Regions from separate parts of the Hordeum vulgare genome. Here region 2 is linked to region 1. A link is a contact called in public Hi-C data. All regions are on one chromosome and are shown on one strand. The core of a region is the stretch at or near the end of the contact, and the rest is flanking DNA. Distances in the headings are between cores, read along the strand shown.

Region 1 (6,639 bases), core at 2,666-5,165:
TGAAAATGCGGCATCAATAGCTCAAAATATAATTCAACCTTTAGTTGCGTTAGAATTGATACACACACACACACACACACACACGTGTATATATAAGATCAAATAAAGAAAGTTTTACAAATTTTATTTATGATAAATTATTCTAGTATAAAAATAACTTCATAAATGCCAAGATGTAATTACTCCCTCCGTTTCAGTTTATAAGTCCCGGCACGTGTATCTAGGTCGTCAATTTAACTAACTTAATGAGAGACATATATTACAAAAAAAAAAATATTAGAAACTTTAGATGTTCTATTTTCTAATGATATAATTTTTATGTTAAACAATATATTTTATATAAGTCAAATTGACGACCTAGGTACACGTGCATGCCTTATAAACCGTGACGGAGAGAGTAATTATGTGATCATCTATATATGTATGCATCCTCTCTAATTAACACCCTTATCTTGCTATAAAATAAAACGATGAACACATCAATAACATGCATACTAATTAATTTCGTACATAACATAATATTTATGATCATACACTAATATATAACCACTACCTGATATTCTGAAGGAATATGTATGTATGTATGTAACTGTATGTAGTATGTACATCAAATAAATACTTGATATATAAATTACTCTTAAACATTAATTAATTAAAACGTACTAGAAAGCCAATCTTGTCACCGAAAGACATCTTAGAGAAAACATCACGGAGGTCCGGATGAACACGAGGCTTGAAGAGACCTGAACCCATGGCTACATGCAAACAAATTAAATGAATGTATGATCTTGAATATGAGGACTTACGAAGAAGTAACAATAATATATTCTTTGAAAGTTACAACAATCAGTAAGGTTTAGTACTATATTTATAATAGAAAAGGCATGCAGATAAACCCGTTCTCAGTATGTTCTGATATTCAGGCCCTGTTTAGTTCGCAAAGTTTTACCATCGCTACAGTGACTTCGAATGTTTGGACACTAGTTAGGAGTATTAAATGTGGATTACTGACAAAACCCATTCCATAAGCCCCGGATGCTTTTGCGAGACCTTTCTAATGAGCCTAACTAGGCCTTGGTTAGACAATGTGATGCTACAGAAAACAGTCTCTATTGACGAATTAATTAGGCTTGATAGAAAGGTCTCGCAATTTGCAGTCGATCCATGTAATTTGTTTTATAATTAGATCATGTTTAGTCCTCCTAAATAGCATCCGAAAAGTGCTACAGTGAACTTTGCAAATAAAGTTTGCAATCTAAACACAGCCTCAAAGACAAGTGCATGATTGATTTGTTGCGTACTATATAGGCGTTTAAATAAAAAAAATAAGATATGATGTGTAGGTATAGCTGCTCAGAACCGATAATTTTATTTGAGCTGATACAGTGATACTGTTGTACTCCCTCTGTCCCTAAATGATTGGTTTTCGTGCCACAAGTTTGACCGATATTTGTATCTCCGGATAAATTTATTAAAAACCTAGATTCAAATATCTATCTAGTGATGTTAATTTTCGAAAATGCACTTGGCGAAAATCATGTTTTTAAGTTTTAAAAAATTCTGAAAAAAATCACACACGTCCATACGGATGTATAATACATGTGTGTGAAATCTGACGATGAAATACATTATAGTTAGAGCTAAAAAATACAAAATCATGTTTTTTGGAAGGGTGAATAGTACATTCACTGTTCACTAAAAAAATGAAGGAATTTGTCTTTTTTGTGTAGTTGGCGCCATAATGTATTTCATTGTCAGATTTACACACATGTAAAACACATGCATATGAACGTGTATGATTGTTTTCAGAATGTTTTGAAACTTAAAAAGATGATTTTTGAATTTTTCAATAAAACAAGCTCCATGGAGCTCGTCCTCCAAAACGCCCCACCCTGTTTATTATGCAGCGAAAATTGTATATTATGCATGTAAAACCAATTTGTCGAGCTTAATTAAGAACATTAAACAACTTGCATACTAAGCATTTTTGCCTGCATAAAAAGACATCTAGTAACATGCACTTTACAACTAATACAGTGCATACTAAATAAATTTGGGTGCATAATAAATAGTTTGACCAAGTAAAAAAAAAGGTCGGTGGGTACAGCTTTCCTGATTATTTTGACCAAGTAAATATTTTGAGCTCAAAACCAATGGCGAAAGTAAAACCATGGGAGAGCAACGTTGCAACCTGCTGTTTAATTATGTCGCTCTCTGGGTTTGCTCTTTCTCTTGGTCCCAACGCAAAAAAAGATGCTATCCCAAAAGGAATCTAAGGCAGAAATGACAACAAAGGGCCACTAGGTTTGGCGGGCCGGACGCACCCACCTGTGTGTTTCTTTATACCTTAGAGCAACTCTAGCAGACCTCACATCCGTCCAGCCCGCAAAACGTGTTTGCAGTTCGCGGAAAAACGTCTTTGTAAGCTGGCGCGCACGGCCGCGGATGCAGATCCTGCATAACGGATCCGTAAAAAAACATATTCGTGGAATGTGCTTTTTCAGACCCCGCGCGGGCTGAAATGTCTCTCCCACCAACCGTTTTCGCTTATATGCAGTCCACCGCAACGGCGAGGGGGGAACCCGCAAATACGCGAGTTGGGACCGAGATTTTGCCACGCCCCAAAAAAATATTTGCGGGCGGGGGCGGGATGCGGGGTCTGATCGGGCAGGTTTTTCCGCCCCGACCCGCATTTTGGCGGTTATTTTCTGGATCGGGACCGGATGCGGGGTCTGCTATAGTTGCTCTTAGCTTATCCTACATGTGGGCATGGGCAGCCCGGCCCGGCGACCCGGCCTAAAAAACCTGGGTCAGGCCGGGTCGGGCTTTGTGTTTGTGTCGGGCTCGGCTTCAAAATCAGGCCCGGAAAGTAGTCTGGACCGGGCTCGGACTTACAAAAAATGGCGATATACACGGAGGCCCCTCCCGGCCCGGTAGTCATGTTTTAAGTCCATTCGGACCGGGCTCGGGCCTGCATTTGCGATTTTTTGGTCGGGCTGGACCGGGCTAGGTCTTGTGATTTTCAGTTCGGGCTTTATAAAGCCCGGCCCAACGGGGGATATGGCCAGGTTTAGTCCTTCATCCTATCCTTATCCTCAACTCTCTCTCTCTCTCATCACTCGTCCGTCCTTCATCCTATCCTTATCCTCAACTCTCTCTCTCTCTATGGTCGAGCACCTCCAGTCCCTGGCCAAGCTCATCCGGAGCATGGAGGATGCCATGACCACCTCCCTCTCCCTTGCGCGCAGAGCTGCGGTAATTGATGTGGTTGCCATCAATGTGGTGCGTCATAGATGTGGTTGCCATGCATGCATGCATGCAAGAGGCAATACACACTGGCCTTTGGGAGCCCAAGGAAGAAGTACGGGTAGGTTTGGTTTGCTGTCGCTGCCCTACCATTCTACCAAAGACATATATAGGCCGGCTCAGACCTCAAAAATGAAGGATGGGCAGGCCGGCCAAAGCATGCCGAATTAAAATTGACCCGTATGCAAACACGAACCTTGTGTCTGTTCAACGGCCAAATTTTGGTATGGCTGTCGCAGACACTCATCCAAACACGCCCTACATTAACAGTTCGTCCATCAAAAAGACGAGAAAGTGACTGGAGAATGATGAATGGAATAGCACATATATAATGGAATCGATTGCATGCAAAAATCACAAGAAGAATTGCTGCCTGTTGTTGTCCGTGCATCTCCTCGTTCGCTCTATGGGCACCTATGCACCACGATTGCCCAAGCAAGGAAACAAGAATTCAAGAAACGATGTGAACAGAAGAGCAAGGCTGCTGCTTACCTACCTCTGGTAGAAGGAAAACCAGCTGGAGATGGAGATGTGCCGAGCTCTCAGAACTCCCCGCACGCCTCAAGATAATTAAGATGCTCAACCCATGCTGGGTGCACGCCGCTATATATCGATCGATTCAAGGTTGGCTGGACACGTACGACTCCAATATTAATATTGATGAAAAAGAAGAACAATTAATGTGACACGTGAGAGAGTCGTGTGCAGAACCGAGCTTCACGTGTGACAGGAGGGGCGATGCCATGGCCCCCGCCGCCGGCCCCCTGCCAGAGACGTGTTTGGCGGCCGGTTCTGGGCGTTGGCGAACGACGACGAGGCCGAGGACGACGACATCCACCAACCGGTGGTGGCCTCGCCATCACCATCGGACCTGGTCTGTGAATTCATTCAGTTCGGCTATTCCGAGGATCAGGTTGCAAAATGCAACGACGGATTCGTCCCTTCCATTCAGGTTGGCTGGACACGTACAACTCCAATATTAATATTGGTGAAAAAGAAAAACAATTGATGTGACATGTCTTTACGTTTAATGAAAACCTGCAGTGATTTTCTAGGGTCTTCAACATCCTATCCAAAACTATAATGAAAACCTAAACAGTATATTCATAAAATTTGTAGGATCTAATTTTGTGAGATCTAATCATAATTTTTTTCAATTATACTTCCTTCGTTTCTAAATATAAGACATTTTAGAGATTGCACTATAAACTATATATGAATGTACTTAAACATATTTTAGAGTGTACATTCATTCATTTTTCTTCGTATATAGTCTTCTAGTAAAATCTCTAAAAGGTCTTATATTTTAAAACGAGGGAGTAGCATATTCGTCCGTATTTATCTATCTCTCTGATGAGTTGTGAATGAAAACCTTTTAGACCCTGAGTTGACCTAGAAAAACTGATCAATCGGCTGGAGGGCTCAAGAAACACATAATAATAAAATCTATGCGAGTACAAGAATTGGAGGGCCTAAGAAACACATCTCCGACCAATTAAACAGAGGATGCAAGCTGGCACACGGCTTCAAGGGTCCACAAACCACCATGTACCCACTTGGGGACCCCTATATTTATATTGTATGTACCCACTTGGGGACCCCTATATTTATATTGTATGTACCCACTTGGAGTATCTCTTTGATGAGTTGTGAATGAAATCATTTTAGAGGCTTAGTTGACCTAGGAAAAAATGGCACAATATATAAAAGAAATAGATTAGGAAGGAGGCAGCACATGCAACCTCTAGTCTCTGTACATGTATAGTAGTAGGACTGTAGGAGGAAGGAGGCAGGAAGCACACATATAATGCAACATGCACATATATGACTACCCCCTGAGACATCGACGTATACCTATAAGGAAAGAGGCAGGAAGCACACATATAATGCAACACCCACATGTATGATTACCTCATCGAGACTTCGACATATACCTATAAATTAATAGGAGCATGCAAAACGCACGGAGGCTGATTGATTCAGCACCGATCATTGGTTAGACTAGGACATTCAGCAATCGCGCCCTCACAGCTTTATAATAATATAAACAAATATGCATTTCAAAAGAGATAGGGACAAACAGTTATGTGATGGACAAACAGTTATGTGATTGGATAAACAGTTATGTGATTGTACAATCTAAAGTTAACGGTACTGCTGGCTGCAGCAGCAAGCCGCCAGCCAGCACAATATCCATTTTCCAATAAATTATGATTACCTCCTCGAGACTTCGACATATACCTATAAATTAATAGGAGCATGCAAAACACACGGAGGCTGCTGATTGATTCAGCACCGATCATTGAGTAGACTAGAAACATTCAGCAACCGCGCCCTCTCACAACTTCAATAATATAAACAAATATGCATTTTAAAAGAGATACTAGGGCCAAATGGTTATGCGATTGTACAATCTAAAATTAACGGTAGTGCTGGCTGCAGCAGCAAGCCGGCAGCCAGTACAATATCCATTGTCCAATAGATGTTGTTAGAATAAATCTTGGTGTCGTGCTGGTATGATTGCTTGGTCCTCAGATGATCGACGGTGTGCCTCGGATTTATTCTAACAAGTGGTATCATGAGCTAGGTTGTTCGGGGATCGTGGATTGTTGATCCCGAGGAGGAAAATAAGCGATCAAGGCAGACGGGCATCAGATCGGTCTGAAGCGGAGCTTTGTCGCGAAAGCGCAAGGCGCGTGCGTGCGCCGACGGTCTAGACGGATAGACTATGGAGGCAGGAGGCCAGGTCGGGCGCGTGCCGCTGGAGATCATGGTTGTGGGCCACCGTAGCGAGGTTCAGGATGGGCCGTGCGGCTGAGGCGCTGGAGTACGTCAGACGAGCGGCAACATGTGTTGTATGAAGCGACCGAATCAAGAGATTTGTTTTGGAAGCAAAACGGGTCCGAGTCCCAGGAGGAGTCATGTTCTCCTCGTCTCTATAGCGGAGACCTCCACGCTGGTTAAGCAGCGGCAGCAGCCGGCAAGGGAGACAAAAGGCACGAAGGGCAGGCAAATCAATCAAGCAAAGACGAGGAAGTTGTTTTGGTTGGAAATTGCTATTAGTACGCGAAGGCTAGTCGTGTACTCGGGGCATTGCGTGGAAAGCTCAGTTAATTTTTCGCAGGGTCAGCTGTACAAAGAACCATGACGCCAACGGGTATCAGGTTTGAGGTGGAGAAGTTCGATGGAACTAAAAACCTTGGGTTATGGCAGACATGGGTGAAAGATTGTAGGCACAAAAAGATGCTTGAAGGCGTTGCGGGAAGTCCTGCCGGCTAAGATGGAATTATCATGTGATGGATGGAAATTCGCGGATGATGATTTGCAAGCCTA
Region 2 (6,610 bases), core at 3,044-5,543, 140 kb before region 1:
CAGATGGACACTTCTATTGATACAGATATTCCGTTGAGCTTGGGAAGCATCCCCGAAACATAAGCAAGCAAGCAAGCAGTTGCGCAGCTTTCACTAAACTCAAACAGCAGGGGGACTCCTCGAGGAAAAATCAGAAAGCTCACCAGTGATGCCAGGTCAGCACCAGTGAGATTATTGCACTCCTCTCGACGTGCAATTGTTTCCAAATCAACATCTTCCGAGAGAGTTTTCTTTTCAGTATGTGCTTTCAATATCGCAACCCGCTCATCAGCACCAGGTAAAGGTACAAAATGTTTCTTCCCAAATCTACCAGGCCGTAGAACAGCCTCATCTATAACATCAATTCTGCACCAGAAATAAAGCAGCAGTATGAATCTTACACTCAGGTATAAGCATGTACAAAGAAGCGGTAGCTGACAGTACCTGTTCGTAGCTCCAATAACATAAACACCATGACGCTGATCTGCACCATCGAGTTCAACAAGTAACTGCAAACAGAGCATTTTGATTATTGATTAACACAGGACAAATAAAAGAAAAGGAGTTGGAGAATCTCTATTGGAAACATCTGTGACCAAGACAGCGCTCGAACCTGGTTTAGGAGGCGTTCAACAACCCATCCTCCCTCTTTCCCTCTTTTTGTTGTCAGAGCATCTATCTGCCAAGTCACATGGAATAAACACTTCACTTGAGCATGGTATAATTGGAAACCCATTTTCACACCCAACAGGTACAATTTGCTTGACTACTTGCTGCAAGTTGCTTGACTACTTGCTGCAACTTGCTAGATAACCAAGTATTCATAATTGTTCTAAGCAACTACCGGGTTTTCCTCAAGAATAAATACACAATAGGCAAACAGCTAAACAAATACCTCGTCGAAAAATAGGATGCATGGGGAGTTAATCCTTGCACGGGTGAATATTTTCCTTACTTCTGATTCACTCTCCCCAACATACTTGTTCAGTAGCTCAGGCCCCTAAAGTTCCAGCAAAAAAGAACATCTTAGCAGTCTATACACGATAGAAATTAGTGTAAAAATACGGAAATGTAATCAATTACCTTAATGTGAATAAAATTTGCCCCTGCATCATGCGCAACTGCTTTTGCTATTAGAGTTTTCCCACAGCCTGGAGGTCCAAACAGCAAAAACCCAGCTTGCATGTTCACTCCGAAATCCTTGAAAGGAAGACAGCAAAAGGAGAATATGAACACCAAAATAAATATTTTTAGGAAACAAAATTAAGCATGTTAAGCATTCATGAAGTGTTACACCTTATAAAATCCAAATAAGAACCACAGATGTCTATGAACTACCTTCAGTACAAATTCAGAAATGGCTTAAATTTGTAAGCTGCCAATTACTATGATGACCAATTGACCAGATAATACGTAACAGACAGAAGAAAGTAGTGTACAATGCAGCCCATGTGATTACCTTATAAACTTCAGGGTGCTTGATACAACGAACAATGCACCGGTCAAATTCTTTCTTTAACGAATCAAGACCTCCAACATCCTCCCATGTGACGTCAGGCACAGAAGAAAATCCTTCCCTTCTCAATGATGGTTGAACCATTGTGGCTGCTTCCTTCAGGGATTGAAGTAAGAAAGCACGTCAAAGATGGAACACACTACTAAAAAACTAATAGCAGAGGAGGACAAAAGGACAGGAAACATGGTACACAACAGACAATGAAAATGATATAATGTATGATCAGATATCAGCTGGTTAATAGAAGAAAGAAAAAATGACCATGTATGGCTTACCTCAAAGTCATCCATAGTAATACACAGGCTGTCCATCTCATCTTCACTCCAAGGATGTCTCCACCAGTCCTGCTTGCTGTTTACATCACCCCCACCACTCTGTTTTTTTCTTTCAACAATTATTCTCTTCATTGCCAGATTCCCTGCTTTATCTACTAATGCCTTCAAGTCTGCGCCAACAAATCCTGGGGTAGCCCTTGCTATCTTGAACAGGTCAAATTGGTCTTTCTCCAGTGTTAGGTTCTGAGTAAGCATCTTCAAAATCTGTTTCCGTCCAATCTCATCTGGAACACCAAGAGATATTTCTCGATCAAACCTCCCTGGTCTCCGAAGCGCTTGGTCAACAGCATCAGGCCTATTGGTAGCTCCGATGACAATGACATAGCCAGGTTTCTTTTCAGATGATTGCGAGTCCAAGTCACCACCATCCGATCCAACATTCTGGTGGAATTCATCCATGCATGTCATTAACTGTGTAACTATCCGCCGCTCCATTTCACGTTGCAAATTCTCCCTCTTGGACGCAATTGCATCTATCTCGTCTATAAATACAATTGAGGGAGCAGTTCTGTACGCCTTCTTAAACAAGACTCTGATATTTTCCTCAGAAGCTCCTGCACGAGTACAAGAATTATGAGGCGAACGTCCAAATTGGTCTGACAGATAAAATTTAACTAGGAGCAGAGATGAATATAAAACCATTGAAGGCGAATGAGACAACTTAGAACAGTGCATGTATGCACTCCTTCAGTGTAAATTTCACGCTCAGTTCATGAAGCAGTATTGTTATTATTTCGCTAGTACTGGGAAGTGGTGGTTGCAAATTGTACTCTACTGATATGCTAAAAATAATCTTCTCACTTCCCAGGAGAGCATCAAAGCACCTCTAAAAAAATATTCTTTACTTAATCCAGGCAGGTGGAAGATGGATCCATAAAATTAGCTCTCGGCTATTCACCATGTATCTAAGCCGTGCACTACCCTTTTAAGTATAATGCCCTGATAAACACTATATAGTTCTTGAGAAATATCTGCCCAACTATTGGCCAATGGCAATGCATAAAGCAACCCTTGGAGCCTTGGACACGTGCTTCACTTCCACAACTTTTTTTCCTCGGAGGGAGTTTCACTACCACAACTAAGTTCAATCATTCAAAGCAGTAAAAACCAATTTCACAGTAGAACATAAGATATATTGAATTAAAGATCACTCGCACACAATACTAACTCGATCGCTAGCTATCATGTGTCAGCAGTTTCAATTTCTAGGTGGAATATAGTGACAAGCTTGAATTACACAATACTAACATCTATAGAGTTCATCAGTTACACGTACGTATAAATTTTGCTCATTGACCAAGGATGGGCTTTGGTATTCTGCAAGTTGAACCCCAAGTGAAACATTTCCAAAATCATCACTCCATAAATACTGTTGCATTTCACTTGTTTCAAGCACGATACATGATGGGTAAATATCAAATTAATTTGCATATGCATACACAGAATTTCAGAGCATCTGCAAATTGTAGCGCAATGAATCAAATCAGATTGCATACCAGAGACACCAGATACGACTTCCGGCGCCGATATCTTGTAGAATGGCACGCCAGTCTCGTTGGCGATTGCGTGGGCGAGCGTGGTTTTCCCGCAGCCCGGCGGCCCGTGCAGCAGAATCCCTGCCACAGGCCGAACCCCGAGCCGCAGCGGCAGCTCCGGGTGGCACAGGGGAACCACAACCTCCATCATCAGCTCGTCAATCACCGTCTCCATCCCCCCAAGATCAGAAAACCTGGGCCCCTTGGCCCCTCCGCCGCCGCCTCCTTCGCTGGCCCCTGCCTCCTGCTTGGGGTCGCCGCCGCCGCCGCCGCCGCCATCGGTCGTGACGCGCCGGCGGGGCTTCTCCGAGTTGAGCTCGATCTCGAGCTGCTGGCTTGCTGCGGCTGCGGCGGCGGCCGCGGGCTCCTTCCTGGGCGTGAGGGAGGCGTAGCGGGTGCGGAGCATGGCCTTGGTGACGTCGAAGGCGGGGGGAGGGGAGGGGGCGTCGTCGTCGTCGTCGTCGTGTTCGGAGTAGGAGGTGGAGGAGGAGGCGGTGGCGTGGGCGCGGTGGCGGCGGCGGGAGGAGGGGGAGGAGGCGCGGGAGTCCATGTCGGAGTCGGAGCCGGCGCCGGGGGCGGGGGCGAGGGGGATGGTGAGGAGGGCGCGGCGGACGGCGGCCACGAGCGGGGCGTGCTGCTTGCGGCGCAGGTCCGGGTGGCGGGAGCGGAGCGCGGCGGCGACGTCGTCGGCGCAGCAGCCCGGCACGGCGAGCCCGGCCTCGGATATGACCCGCCGGAGGTAGGACTCGAAGGAGTTGGACCGCACCGCCCGGAAGTTGCGCGGGCGCTTCGCCATCGGCGGCGGCGGTGGCGGCGGCGGCGGCGGCTAGGGTTTAGGTGGGGAGGCTCGGGCGGTCTGGCTGGCGCGGCAAAGGGTAGGAGGAGACGGAGCTGTCATGTTGTCTAAGGTAAAATATCATCAAAGGCCCCTCCCTTTTGGTGAAATAATACTGACAACCTTTCTGTACATGATTGAGATCTTCTTTGGGCCTCGGGGACTCGGAAGCAAGAATGGCGCACTTTTTTATTGTTATTTCTGATGTGGAAGAGCCACGTGAACAAACCTATGGTTGGATGGTTATGGGACGATGGTATCTTTAACCCGTCAGGGTTCAAGTCCTAAATTTGATAGTTGGTGCTCGTATTATTATTTTTATTTATTTATTTTAGACGTCCAGCGATGTTCGTTCAGTGAGAGGAGATATTTCCATCGAGTGCGAGGCGTCTATGGTGACTTAGTAAAATTTCAATATGATATGCTCACTCAGTCTTTCGAAGGTGCTTATAGAGATAGGGTCTTGCGTGCATATATTCATAAGGATGAGTGTATGCTCGTGTAGATGAGCGACTTTGATTGTATTATGTTCACAAAGAGCCGTGAAAATGCGGGAATTAATATCATGCATTGTTTGGCTGCATGATAGTTGAAGAGATGAACTCTTTCAAAAAAATATTAGCTACAAATTAAGCTACAATGAAAATAAGTGAATACTATGCTTCGGAGTTTCTAAGGGTCTATTTAAAACGCTAGATAGTACTCCCTCTGTCTCAAAATAAGTGTCACAAATTTAGCATTAAGTTAGTATAAATTTAGTACTAAAGCAGTGATATTTATTTTGGAACGGAGGGAGTGTGAAGCTAAAACAAAGGAAATGTGCAACATGGTTGTTTGGATGGCTCGCGGGCATTTTGGAGGGAACCATATCTTGAAGAGAGAGGTATTGTACTTTTCAAATGAAGGGAAAACATGGGGCTTAAGAAAAAGTGAAATGGTTGAAAAATACTTGTTCTTCATGAAATGGTTGATTTGATTCCTACTAACTTGAGTGGTAAATAAAATACTACCAACTCAAATCTGTATAAAAGTATAATATAAACCAGGATACTTATATATGGGAAAAACCAAGCCCAGCAATATTATCTTGAATTCATTCGACCCAATGAATTAAAAAATAACACACAAATAATAGGAGTGTCGCTCCAATGATCACTACACCACAAAATGTCGAGTGAGTTATATTGAAGTTTGGACCTCCCCCACTTCTACGCCTTCGTCTCAATTTAATTAAAGTTCTAAGTCATACACCATAAGTCAATTATATTTAAGTTAACCAAGTATATAGAAAATGTGCTTAGATTTATATAACACCATGTACACATCGTATAAAAACATTTTTTTTTTCGAATCCCCAAACTCTAGTGCATTTTTCTCAATACGCAGTACATTTTTTCTACCTGACAAATTTAACAACCAAACCGACCGTTATTTTTTTTATTAAGGCACTACAGGATGCATCACCTCAAACCAAGCGAACCAGCTCAGAGGCATGTCCCCATGCGCCCTTTTTTTCACGTGCACCCGCACACACCATCTGGACCGCCACCCATAACCACCAGGACCATTCACTTCATGCATGAATGGCTCGGGACGCACCAACAGCGTTCAGAATAGTGTGTATGATCATATCTCCCCTAATCTTTACCTAATAATAAAGAGGCTATCATTTCTGTCAGAAAACCCGTTGTGCCAGTTTTGCATAAAAACCCTCCTGTTTTCTAGGAATCAACCCGCAATCCTGTTTTCATATGAGATAACATTTCACTTTTGCAACAACACCCCCTATCCAATCTAACCCGTGGTCATCCCCTTTCTCTTATCCACTCCGAGGCGACGCCACCGGCAGCTCTCTCTGGCCTCCGCCTGCCTTCTCTTTGCCGCGCCCTCCTCCCCGCGTCGTCTGAGTCCACCACGCAAGGTTCACCGACGTCGAGGCCCAGGCTGCCGCGCGCCAGCCCCGCACAAGAAGCCGACAGCAGCGGAGTCCACCACGCAAGGTTTGCCGACGTCGAGACCTAGGCCGCCGCACGCCAGCCCCGTGCAAGAAGTCGGCAGCAGCGGGTGGCCCTATGGGCAGGTGGACGATGCGGTTGTGGTGGTGGCGGCGGATGATGCGGCAGTGGTGATGGCGGCAGACGGACTCAAGAGATCTCAGGGGACGAGGACGACGGGTGGAGCAGCCTTGCGGGTTGAGGACAACAGGGTCGACGAGATGCCGGCGAGTAAGTCGACGATGGGAACCCGACCTGGCACTACAAGAAATTAGTTCATTAATGACCCATCATTTTGGTCAAAGAATTGCCATTATTTTCAATTTATGACCTTCTTATGACCAAATTTCGAAGGTCAACAGTTGGCCGTCAAAAATGAACAAACTTGACCTTCCTAAATTTTTGGTTATAGAACC

What was found. Hi-C and Micro-C count contacts between places; a contact is called where the count stands out from the background.
Region 2: a Hi-C map of seedling shows a contact between it and region 1, with 5 times the contacts expected there. The contact joins the promoter of LOC123413669 here to the promoter of LOC123412509 in region 1. A contact is called at or near these places in 3 of 6 Hi-C or Micro-C datasets (leaf and seedling).

The regions. Positions count from the first base shown.
Region 1 is chr7H:5,256,474-5,263,112 of MorexV3_pseudomolecules_assembly, reverse strand. LOC123412509 (alpha-dioxygenase 1-like) reads right to left here and starts at 3,915. Exons shown (of 11, transcript XM_045105463.1): 1 at 3,799-3,915; 2 at 664-755. The coding sequence starts at 753.
Region 2 is chr7H:5,395,924-5,402,533 of MorexV3_pseudomolecules_assembly, reverse strand. LOC123413669 (cell division control protein 48 homolog C) reads right to left here and starts at 4,293. Exons shown (of 10, transcript XM_045106606.1): 1 at 3,327-4,293; 2 at 1,771-2,384; 3 at 1,439-1,591; 4 at 1,063-1,179; 5 at 875-979; 6 at 593-658; 7 at 424-488; 8 at 144-345. The coding sequence starts at 4,161.